Regions from separate parts of the Mus musculus genome. Here region 2 is linked to region 1. A link is a contact called in public ChIA-PET data. All regions are on one chromosome and are shown on one strand. The core of a region is the stretch at or near the end of the contact, and the rest is flanking DNA. Distances in the headings are between cores, read along the strand shown.

Evidence for each region. ChIA-PET counts read pairs in DNA pulled down with a chosen protein or histone mark.
Region 2: a contact with region 1 is called in an RNA polymerase II ChIA-PET map of memory CD8 T cells, with 62 read pairs. The contact joins two enhancer-like sites. A contact is called at or near these places in 10 of 39 promoter capture datasets (the C10 cell line, the HPC-7 cell line, embryonic stem cells and 3 more), 1 of 15 datasets of contacts at CTCF or cohesin (the NIH/3T3 cell line), 2 of 484 Hi-C or Micro-C datasets (Th1 cells and pre-B cells), 2 of 115 datasets of contacts at active chromatin or transcription factors (CD8 T cells and memory CD8 T cells) and 4 of 9 other capture datasets (adipose tissue, embryonic stem cells, liver and 1 more).

What each region holds. Positions count from the first base shown.
Region 1 is chr1:106,512,570-106,518,310 of GRCm38.p6, forward strand. No RefSeq gene overlaps it. Among named protein-coding and RNA genes, the nearest start is that of Gm41928, 8.2 kb to the right of the region's middle. Within about 2 kb of position 3,187, at least 85 of the 459 cell types and tissues checked have an H3K27ac peak or open chromatin away from gene starts, as enhancers often do. A contact at or near this core is called in CD8 T cells and memory CD8 T cells, where this site is marked.
Region 2 is chr1:106,863,594-106,869,334 of GRCm38.p6, forward strand. The region is part of intron 1 of Serpinb5 (serine (or cysteine) peptidase inhibitor, clade B, member 5); the gene reads left to right. Among named protein-coding and RNA genes, the nearest start is that of Serpinb5, 5.3 kb to the left of the region's middle. Within about 2 kb of position 3,353, at least 36 of the 459 cell types and tissues checked have an H3K27ac peak or open chromatin away from gene starts, as enhancers often do. A contact at or near this core is called in CD8 T cells and memory CD8 T cells, where this site is marked.

The DNA of each region.
Region 1 (5,741 bases), core at 1,937-4,436:
AGGACAGCCAGGGCTACACAGAGAAACCCTGTCTTGTTTTAAAAAAAAAAATGAGATCTTGTTGCACTAATTATCCAACCTGGCATTGAACTCTGTTGTGCAGGCTAGCCTTGAACTTGTCATCTGCCTGTCTTAGCCTCTTAAGCAGTTGGGATACAGATCTGTGCCTCCAGGCCTGGCCTTACCTATCATACTGTTTTCCGGGGGGTGAGGGACTTCCACCTGCCTAGCTTTGCTAGCCATAATGGCAACCACCAAGAAAGAACACACCAAAGGGTGACATCTCTGAACACTCAGGGATTCCATCTATGGGAGCCAGCCACTTCTGGGTGCGATGGCCTGGCTCTGACTCTGACAGCCTTCAGGGAATGTCAGGCATTTACTTGGTATTTGGGACAAAAATAAATAAATAAACACATGAGTTGAGAAGCAGATAGGCCTCTAAGACTAACAATGTTTTGTCTAAATTCTAACATAAAATACTTATTAGCGCTTTCTCCCTTCTTTAAGGCAGAACATAGATTTAAAATTCTGCATAATCCCACCCAAGGAAGACTGTAAGAAGAGCTCACAGTTCCGCAGTGTAGCTTGCATTACTTCTAACAAGGTTTGGGTCTCAGGTGACACTAAAGGTGACTATGGAGGTATATGTACAAGGAAGCCATCTTATAATTAATTGGTTAGATTTAGGAATTTAACTGCAAAAAGCTTCAAAGTTTCTATGAGAAAAAAAATAATACTACAAACAAGTAGAGATGTGGTATATGATACACATTAGAGCCAAAGGGATAATTCCTTCCTATACAAAGAGCTCTGTAAAGTGAACAAAACAACAAAGAACCCAGTGGAATGCTGTTAAACCAGTTTTACATTTACCCTTTGATTTAATTTACTTGTGATTTTCATGCAGTTTTATTTTATGTGGCTAAAGCCCCATGCTTTCTATTACATGGTTGGATAGCCTGGTTCACACACACACACAAAAAAAAATCAAGTACTGAATTCTGTGCTACCATAGGCTTTGGGAGGAGGGGGAGGGTCTGTCCTGCTTTCTTATACCTATTGGATAAAGAGCTTTTCTGCCTGCCTTTCCTGGAGGGAGGAAGCCCGCTGTGACTAAGTGGACTTACATAACTAACTGCTGACTGACAGTGGTCCTCACTTCCGAGACTCACAGAAATGACATCCTTTGACATCCCAGGGCCACACCCATAAACAGGTCCCCATTCCGAAGTATATAGGTTTAACAGTACTTTCTGACCCATCTGTGATGTCTTTTTTTCTCAAAGTACGCTCACATTTTCCTAAATAATTAGCTAGTTAATCCCAGTTCCATTTTGTGAGTGGTCTTTCCATTCCCCACTGATGTGTGGCATAAACATTATCATGCATTAAATACTCATGCATGCTAAAAATAAAAAGTCATCTCAGCTCAGCGTTGTACATTAATCTGAGGCACTCAGAGGTAGTGTTTGTGAAATTGGAATGTCCTTCCTCTCCTGTCCTCCCCAGAGACAGAAAACAGAGGGAAGGAAGCCAGGCAAACATTAAACAACGTTGGCTGTGCTGGATCGTGTTTATGCCAGGAAAAAAAAAAAAAAAAAAAAAAAAAAAAACAGAATAAGATTGCATGATTTAAAGACTATTATGCCGCTGAAAGAACCTAAAAAATGAGCTGCTCTCTCTTTGGTACTTACTCCACACCCAGCTCTGTGAGAACAGTTTCGTGATGCTGTCAGTCCCATGACCACCCATGATGAGGTGTTTTGTACCATTGCCTTGATTTTAGACCTGAGAATGTGTGGCTTCTCCTACGTCTGTCAGAAGGGAGCCTCCCCAAGATGCAGCAAACCCAGCCAGTCAGCGAGGCACTGTGATGGTTCTTTGTCTGAGCTATTCTTCTCAACAAAGACATCAGACAATGACAAGCACAACAAAGACAATCCTGGTAGAGCAACAATGGGGCTGGGATGTAAAATGATGCACCCAGGCATTTCTGTGGGTCTCAGAAGTGAGGACCACTGTCAGTCAGCAGTTAGTTATGTAAGCCCTGAAGTCACAGCAGCCTTCCTCCCTCCAGGAAAGGCAGGCAGAAAGCTCTTCATCCAATAGGCTTAAGAAGGCAGGACAGAACCTTCCCATCCCCCTGAAACCCCATGGTAGCCCAGATAATTCAGTACTTGAATTTTTGTTAAACCTACTTCTCTTAATTATGTTTCTATTGCTGGGATAAACACCACAAATAAAAGCAGTTTTCGGAGGAAACCGGCTGATGGTCCATCATGAAGAGAACTCGGCACAGGAGCTCAAGGTAAGAACCTAGAATCAGGAACCGAAGCAGAGGCCATGAAGGAACATTGCTTACTGGCTTGTTTCCCATGGCTTGCTCGGCTCACTCTCTCTTATGTTTCACACCCACCTGCACAGGGGTGACACTGCCCCTACGAGGCTGGGCTCTCCCACATCAATCATTAATTAGGAAAATGGCTCACAGGCTTGCCTCCAGGCCAAGGTGATGAAAGCATCTTCTCACCCACGGTTCCTTCTTTCTAATGATGTCTAGATTAATGTCGGATTGACAAAAACCAACATGCACACTAGTAGACTTTTGGGGTGTTTACATTGCTTAGAACTAACTATTCATTTACCTGTTATTTGTTGATTGTCTCCACAGTCCAACCAGAGGCCATACTGTGGAGACATATGGTAAGGTCCTCAAATGACCCTGGGACACACACAGGTCCAAGTCAAGGCTATGGGAAGTATTATGAAGGCAACATGGATCCTGGCTGTCAAGGGCCACGTTCTTTCTGAGTTTAGGGTTCTGTTGGTAGTACAGAAGAAGCATGCCAGGGATTTAGGTCACATATTGAGAATCTTATGACTCTGAAGCCTACTTTGTTACTTCCTTCCATCTAAGTACTAGTTAGGCTCAACGCTGCCCAGCTTCCAAGCCCAGTATGTTCAGAGTGGCTGGGCTGCCCTAGACTTATAATGCTGGCTGGCTGTACAGTAAGCACAGCCTCTCTCACCTCTTGGTATTCCTGCATAGCCACCCCCTCCGTATCCCTGCACAGACCTCCCCTCCCCCCCCCGTCAGTATCCCTGCACAGCCTCCCCCACCCTCAGTATCCATGCCAACCCCAGAGATGAGTGATTTGCTCCAGTTTTGTCAGTTCAAACCACATCCTGCCCATTTCCACTTTCCACAACCGGCTCATGACACCGGTGACTCTAAGATGTGGCAGGCTTCTGGGCCAAGAAACAGCAGAGATCTGTTTCGCAGAAGTGAAAATCATCTAGTGGTCACCCATCAGGTAAGCTTTCCCTCCCCAAGTCCCCCATCTGCAGATGAGGCTGACACTCAGCCTGCGGTCACCAACTTAACCATAGCTTTCCCCTAAAGGAAAGTTAAGCCTGAGGCAGGAAGGTCAGTGGTGCACTCACGAAGGAGCTACACTCATCTGGTTCAAGGCCTGAAGCCAAGAATGTAGCCTCCCATAGTTGGTAAGGACACAAAGAGAGCATCTCTTCACTTTACAGATGGGGGTGGGGGGAGTTAGTTCAGGGGCCAGACTGATAGAGGCAGAAGCTAAGCTGGAACCTCAGTCAAGTTCACTCAAAGACAATCAGTTTGGCCCAGGTCTGTGAGTTATCATTGAACTGAGGAGTTAGGTGACCAAACGATGCATCTCATAGCTGGACACTGTCTATTAAAAGCCAGCAGAAGGGCAGTTACTAGTTTAGCAAACAGCACAGAAGTCATGCTTAAGGTGTTAGGTGATCAAGGACACCAATACAAATAAACATTTTAAGGCCGGGTAGGGTGGCACACACCTGGACGTCCTGGCAATGAGGAGGTGAGGACGGGAGGATCATGAGTTCAAAGGTAAAATGAGCCATCTATCAAAAGTGTACCTTTAAAAATCAAAATAGAAATCAGAATAAATAATTTGAAGGAATTTAACACTTGAAGTGGAAGAAAAAGAGGAGGATGGGGAGACAGAAAGCAGAAGAGGAGAGGCAGGAGATGACAAGATGCAACACTCAGGAGGTCATTCTGGGCTAAAGAGGTGGCTCAGTGGCTTTTCCAGAGGATTCAGGTTAGCTTCCCAGTACCCATGTCAGGTGGCCTCACAGCCAGCTCAAGTCCACAGACATGAGACCAGACACCCTCTTCTAGCCTCAGTAGACATCTGCATACATCTACAAATACCTTTATACTCTCTCTCTCTCTCTCTCTCTCTTTCTCTCTCTCTCTCTCTCACACACACACACACACACACACACACACACACACACAGACAATTTACAATTTTTAAATAAATAAGTCAATTAAAAAGTTGTCAAAGAAGTCATCATGAAAAATAGACCTTTGAAGAATTCTTAATCCTATGATTTGAAGGAGGCGGGTGCTAGGAATGAAACTCATGGCCTTGTCCATGTTAGGCAAAAGCTCTACCACTGAGCAGTTGTTCAGCCCCTTTGCAATTGTTAAATGCATTCGAGCAAGCACTGCCATCTTCTGAATGTTCCGGGAAGAAAACCAATCAATAGTTTGGAAGAACTGTAGCCTCAATCAAGCTTGGGATGTTGGAATCCACAAGACCAGGGATGACCTAGATGGCCAAATGGTCTCCAAATATACAGCCATGACCCCTTGTCCAACAGGCAGTCCAGGCTGGTGAACATACAGGGCCTGTCTCTATGCACACTGACCACAATAAATATTGATTTTCACCAGTGCTGGGTTTCCTTATCTTTCAAGGGTGTGATATGGCCCCTAACTGCTTAACTTATTAACTTGGCTTTCCATTCCCATTGAAAAGCAGAGGACAAAGCAGAACTGTAAGGGGCATGCTTGAGTGTGTGTGCACATGCATGTGTGTATGTAGATGCCTGCATGTGTTATGTGTTTGTGTGCATGTGTTGTGTGTTTGTGTTCATGTGTTGTGTGTTTCGGTGTGCATGTGAGTGTTGTGTGTGTTCATGGCCTCTCAGTGGTATCTTGAGAGTTTAACTTGGACATGGAAGGGCCTCCTACAGAAAACTGCTGTAGGAACTCATTCCATTTAAGTACATAACCTGCAAACATCCTATACCAAGTTGGGCCTGGCCCTGAGCCTGGGCTAATTTCAGCTCCATTGTGGGGAGACCAGCTCTGCCGTCGGTTTAACTGCCAGCCCAGATAAGCAGCAGTGTGCTGAGAACCATAGGTTGCACAACCAACCACTGTGCCAACCTAGGGAAAAAAGACTCTGCAGTCCCTTCGGTCACAAATGGATTTCATTTCTGCCTCCGTCTACTCCTCTCCCTGTCCTATTTTTAGTGCTCAAGTTGGTTTTAGTTAGGCTCTGGTTGGTATGGAGGGGAGGGTGGTGGGTACTGTTCCCCCTCTAGGCATGCAGGCATCAGCCTGGTATCTGCCCCCTGGCTTCCTTTCAGAGGCCAGGATGTGCAGAGTGGTTACACACTCCTGCCAGGGCTGGGTGCCCACGAAAGCCAAGGCCTTGCCCATTTGTGATGAGCAGATGAGCGGTGGGGCAGTGAAACCAGTGCAGAGGCAGCAGGCTCATAAAGAAGAGGAGAATATTTCCACCAACAGCTTCATCCCTAAAATCACCATGCTCAGCTCCCCAGTCAGGTCCTCATGTGGCTGTGACGCGCTCCCTATTAAGATCAGTCTACCTTCCTTCTTATGAATGCCACTCCAGGATCCGTTGAGAGCTGACTGCTCTCTA
Region 2 (5,741 bases), core at 2,103-4,602, 350 kb after region 1:
ACAGCAGTCATAAACTAGGGTGGTCTCAGGCAAAGTGGAATGTATAATTACCCTGCCCATGGGGACCTTTATGTTTCCAGATTGACTACTGGCTTGGTGCTTAATACTTGGGAAATCCTTATGTAAGCTATCAGTTCAGAGAAGTGAGTTTTCTTCCCTCTTTCTAGTGCATGTGCCTCCATTCATTCATTTTATTTTTAATTGAAACATCATTTCCTCCTCTCTATCCTTCCCCAGCCCCTCCCAGGGTGTTTCCCCTCAAATCCCTCCCACGGCCCTCACTGTGAAATTGATAGCATCTATTTATTCTATTGCATTTGTTAGACACACACACACACACACACACACACACACACACACACACACACAGAGAGAGAGAGAGAGAGAGAGAGAGAGAGAGAGAGAGAGAGAACACAGATACACACAGAGACCACATAGAGACCCTCATATCATATATATGCTTCTGTGAGTGGATACAAATATGTTTAAATAGAGCCTGCTGAATATGTTTTGTTTGTGAGTATCTATATGATTTCAAAGCTGGCCACTCTGCATTGGACAGCCAATGAAGGGCATTATCCTTAGAAAGGGCTTCTCCCAGCAGTCAATAGTTCTTTGTCTAGGTATTGAGCCCATCAAACCCTCTCCCCCTTCCATGTTAATGTGTTCATTGATATTTCCATTGTTCTGGTCCTGCTTATGAGGCCATTCATAGGAAAGACTCACAACACTCTTCCCCATATTCTGGGTCTTACAATCTTTCTATCCCTCTCCCCAAAATGTTTCCTGAGTCATAGATATAGGAGCTGTGATGTAGATGTTCATGGAGTTGGGCTTTTCATGATCTGTCAATTTCTCCATTGTGCCCAATTGTGGGTTCTTGTGTTTTCCTGTAATCTGGATTCCTCCATTTGCAGTAAATAGAAGCTTTTTATGTGTGGGGATAATGAGGAGGGGTCTCCAGCTGGTGAGGAGAGAGGGAGTTTAATACAGAGGAGAAAGAGGAGCAAGGGACAAATAACAACAAAGTTATTTAATATGCCTCGATGAATTATATTATTTTATGTTAACTTAAAATTACATACAATAGTTAAGTGTATATATACACATCTATCTATCTATCTATCTATCTATCTATCTATCTATCTATCTATCTATCTATCTAATTTATTGATGAATGAATCATCTACCTATCTTAACAGAAGTTAAGTCACTTGATAGAGCCAGGCACAGGAGATTCACTGGGAAGATGTGACAAGAGGGACACAAGGTACCTGAGCACAGGTATCCAGCCACATAGAAAAAAATGTAGATTAAAATAAATAGATTATTTTAGTTATGATATAATAAGAGAAAAGCCCAGCTATATGGCTAAGGTATTTGTAAATATATTTTGATATATTTCTTATTTCTGGGAACATGGGGCTGGGAGGAACCAATGCAAACTTCTACAGTCACGCCCATGCTTCCAGAAAACACTATGTGACCTGCCAAGGGAGGGATGCTGTTAGTCAGTTTTGCTCAGCTGCAACACTTATGAACCATGACAATTACCAGCATGGCAGGGTGTGCAAAATGTGCAGTGGTGCTCACACGTTAGTGGTAACCAGCAGCTGTCTAATTGCACCTAGGGTCCACTCAACAGGAAGGAAGTCACATCTGGTCCTAGAAACCTACCCAGTTCTCCAGAGCTAGTGAAGCCATGGACCTTAGTGAAGAATCTACTATCACTATGTTGATAGGCCAGCATAATTCCTTACTATATTCTAAACCTTATCCTTACACCCACACATTTGTTTGTATTCTCTCCTTGCCCCCCATATTTGTCAGACTAAGACCTTATCCTTTCATATGACTCACTTGGATGTCAGTGCTTCCCAGAAAATTCCCTGAGATTTCCTCTAGGGCTGTGGTGTTGACGAGAATCCCCGTGGTAACTAATACACTCTAGTATACACTCTTAGGCCACTAGCTGATAGCTTGGTGGAGACAGAAGTTACTATGTGTGCGTCTTGGATTTTATTTTTTCCAATTGTTTTGATTTATGTTTATTTTATATGTATGGGTGTTTTGCCCGCATGTATGTCTGTGCACCACATGCACACAGTGTCTACAGAGGCCATTAAATCCTCTCAGGCTGGAGTTACAGATGGTCGTGAACCATTATGTGGGTGTTGGGAGTCAAACCCGGTTCCTCTGGAAGATCAGCCAGGGCTTTTAGTCACTGAGCCATCTCTCCAGCCCTCGCCTTGGGATTCCTAATGCCTACTTCTGCCTGGCTTGAGTTAGGTGTCCACGCCTTATAGAACTAATGAAAGAATTGAAATACCAGAGGCAGAAAGGAGAACCAGAGCTCCTTCAGGTAGGAAAACCCTAAGGGAAAAGTCCTGTGTCATTAAAACCAACCAACTAAACAAACACCGCAAAATCCAAACAAAAGCAATATTCCTCCCCAACACAGACGGTATCTTGGGATCTTTGAAGGAGATCATTTAGGATATGGGAGTTTGGGAACTTGAGAGGCTACAGAAATATCAAATGCTGGCCAAAGTCCAATTATGAAGAAAGAAGGTGAGGAGGTGTGGGGAGCCCGGGCTGGGAGCCAGGAGAAATGAATTCCAGGTTTGGCTTTGCCACTCTCACTCCTGCGTGGGTGGCCTGGGAGAATCACGGCATCACCCTCCATTTCACTCATTTGCAAAATGAAGAGGTGGGGCCAGACTAGATCCTACTGCAAGATCTTGTCCTACTTTAAACGTTGATTATACAATACCTCAGCAAAGAATGGCAGGAATACCTCTCTTGACTTCTAATTCTCATTTTTCTTAAGAATTTTTAAAAGTTAATTAAAATGTAATCACATAATTTCCCCCTCCCTTTCTTCTGCCCAACCCTTCCTATCCCCCTACTACTATTTCTCAAATTCACAGCCTCTTTTTTCTCTTCTTATTTTCACATAGATTTATAAACACATACACATATAAATACAGCCTACTGAGTCTACTTCGTGTTGCTTGTATGCTTACCGTTTCAGGGCTGACCAGGTTAGTCCTGTATAAACAACTAGTGGGTCATCCCCTAGTCAAAGAACTACGGATTCTTGCAAACTGACTTCGTGTTACTACTTGAGGAGTTACTGACTTTCTCTCTAATAAGATAAAGGTTACTTTAAAACTCCTAAGTGGTTTTGAATGGTGCAGTTTTTCTGTTGGAGTAAACTAGAATAATATCTTTACGAAAACGTCTTGGATTTTCATGAAAGTGAAAGAAGACAACCCCATGAGCAGGTGACAAATGTGACTGACGTTTGCATTTTGAAGCTGAGCTGACAACAGAAGCCTCCTGCGTGGGGCCCACTCATCTCTGATGTGGCATTTGACAGTTTTAAAATAGAATTTGTTTCTGCAAAATGGCCTGTGGAGGAAGTTCTTACCTTTTTCTGGGCATTCCTGCCAGTATGTTGAAGCTTTCTGTAAGTTCTTTGTCTTACAGAACGGGGGTGGGGGAGTGGCGGTGCCAGTTAACTGTGTCCAAGGCCTCTCTCAAACTACTTTGGATGACAGCAGCTTTTCAGTGCTTTCGGGATAATTGGAACAAATCACAGAGCCACTAATGTGATTTTCCATGTGACATTATGGTTGATTTCTTATTTATTTATTTATTTATTTATTTATTTATTTATTTATTTAATGTATATGAGTGTTCTGTCTTCATATACACCAGAAAAGGGAATTATATCCCATTACAGATGGCTGTGAGCCACCATGTGGGTGCTGGGAATTGAACTCAGGACTGCTTGCCATTTGTCTAGTTGTTGTGACAAAATGCCAGAGACAAACAATTTAAGGAAGGATGTGTTTCCTTTGTCTTTGAGTTGGAGGAGACACAGCCCCTTTTGACAGGGAAGGAACAACAGCAGGGACCAGGGACTGGGCGACTGGTAGCTCTGGATCCACAGTCAGGAAACAGAGTGGGATGGTGGCAGTTCTCGGCTTGCTTTCCCTTTCTTATTTCGTCGGAGACTCTGACTCCACATATGTACAGATGTTACCTTTGACACCTTTGAGCTCTATCAGGCAATTGTGCTGTAGAAGGGACCTCAGATATTAAGAGCTGCTACCGTTCTCCATAGCCAAGAAGGATTTTCTGATAAAGGAGCCACTTGTCAGGCAGATAAACAGGTTTGGACTTCAAGTGCTGAAGTTGCCAGGCAGAAGAAGGTTCTCTGTTGAAGGGAAGATCTGGCAGATAGGAACTGTCAAATGTGCATCCGTTTATAGTTTCCAAGCAAAATGTGGATCCAAGCCTCATGTTGGAGTGCAGCACTGAGATACTTGGTAATTAGCCTTATTAAAAGCTGAATGAGTCTTTATGCGCAGTCATTTAGGCTAAGTGTATCTCTGCACATGCTGTAACTAATGAACGGCAGAGTGGACATTTCCTTAGGTTTGGGCATGCTTCCTGGATGTAGTATTGACAAATTTGCAGGAAACAGAGTTTAGGTTTCTCTATTCACTTCATACCAATTCACACTCATGCTGACTTGTGCTTGTGGTGAACCAAGAACTGTCAGTGTTACAAATGCTGCTACAGGAAGCCCCAGCTCTTGCTCTGAACGTCTCTCGTGTATATTTCTTGGACCTGGGATGAAAAGTCTCTCATAGCTTCCCTTGTGGTAAGCAGATGCTCAAAACTGTTGGGGCTGGAGAGATGGCTCAGCAGGTAAAAGCACTGACTACTCTTCCAAAGGTCATGAGTTCAAATCCCAGCAACCACATGGTGGCTCACAACCATCCTTAATAAGATCTGACACCCTCTTCTGTCTGGTGTGTCTGAAGACAGCTACAGTATACTTAGATATAATAATAAATAAATCTTAAAAAAAAAAGAAATGAAGTCAAAACTGTTGTAAGAGTATTCTAATTTGCACAAATTTTCCCATTGTCTGCTGTAACTCGACTTCCTTGCTATCTGCCCCAATGGTCTTGATTCTCTACTGAAAGACACACACACACACACACACACACACACAGCCTTATGCTTAATATGCCTTAAACAGCACAATGGTTGGGCACTTCCAAACCTTCCTGTGGCTAACACACTCACACCTCCAATATTTTTGAATTATTTCTTACTAAATTCTATATCACATCCTGGCTACCCTGGACCCAGGCCTCCAACCCTCCAGGGCCACGATTCCCAACTCTTACATGTTGGCAGTCTCTCTGTGTGCCATGGATATTCTCCTTCCTTTCTCTCCTGCTTCCCTTCCTGGGAACCTCAAGTCCCACCTTTGTCTTCCTGTCTGGCCATTGGCCACCTACAACTTTATTTACCAATTAGAGTCAGCTGGGGGCAGGGACCCAGAGCATCTTACATGTAGACATGCAAATTCCTGTGTACTTTGGAAACGTATAATGTAAGCATTAAACCAAATCCACAACACAGAACCGTCCACAGACATCCACAGCAGGCGACTCTGCTGATTTCTAGGTACTTAACATGAGTCAGCCCCTAGGCTGGGGTGATGATGTTGTCTCTTATCCCAACCCTGTCAAAGAGAAGGATTAAAACTCGACCTTAAAGAACGTATAAATGCCCAACCTAACTTTTGGGTACCTTGTGATAAATCTGTTGCAGTAGGCACACTAGCCTAAGGGACATAAGCAGGAGGAGGTCAGCGAGCATGGCTGGTGGTCACCAGTGCACTCAGCTCTGTCTTCCTTTTGCTAATAAACACA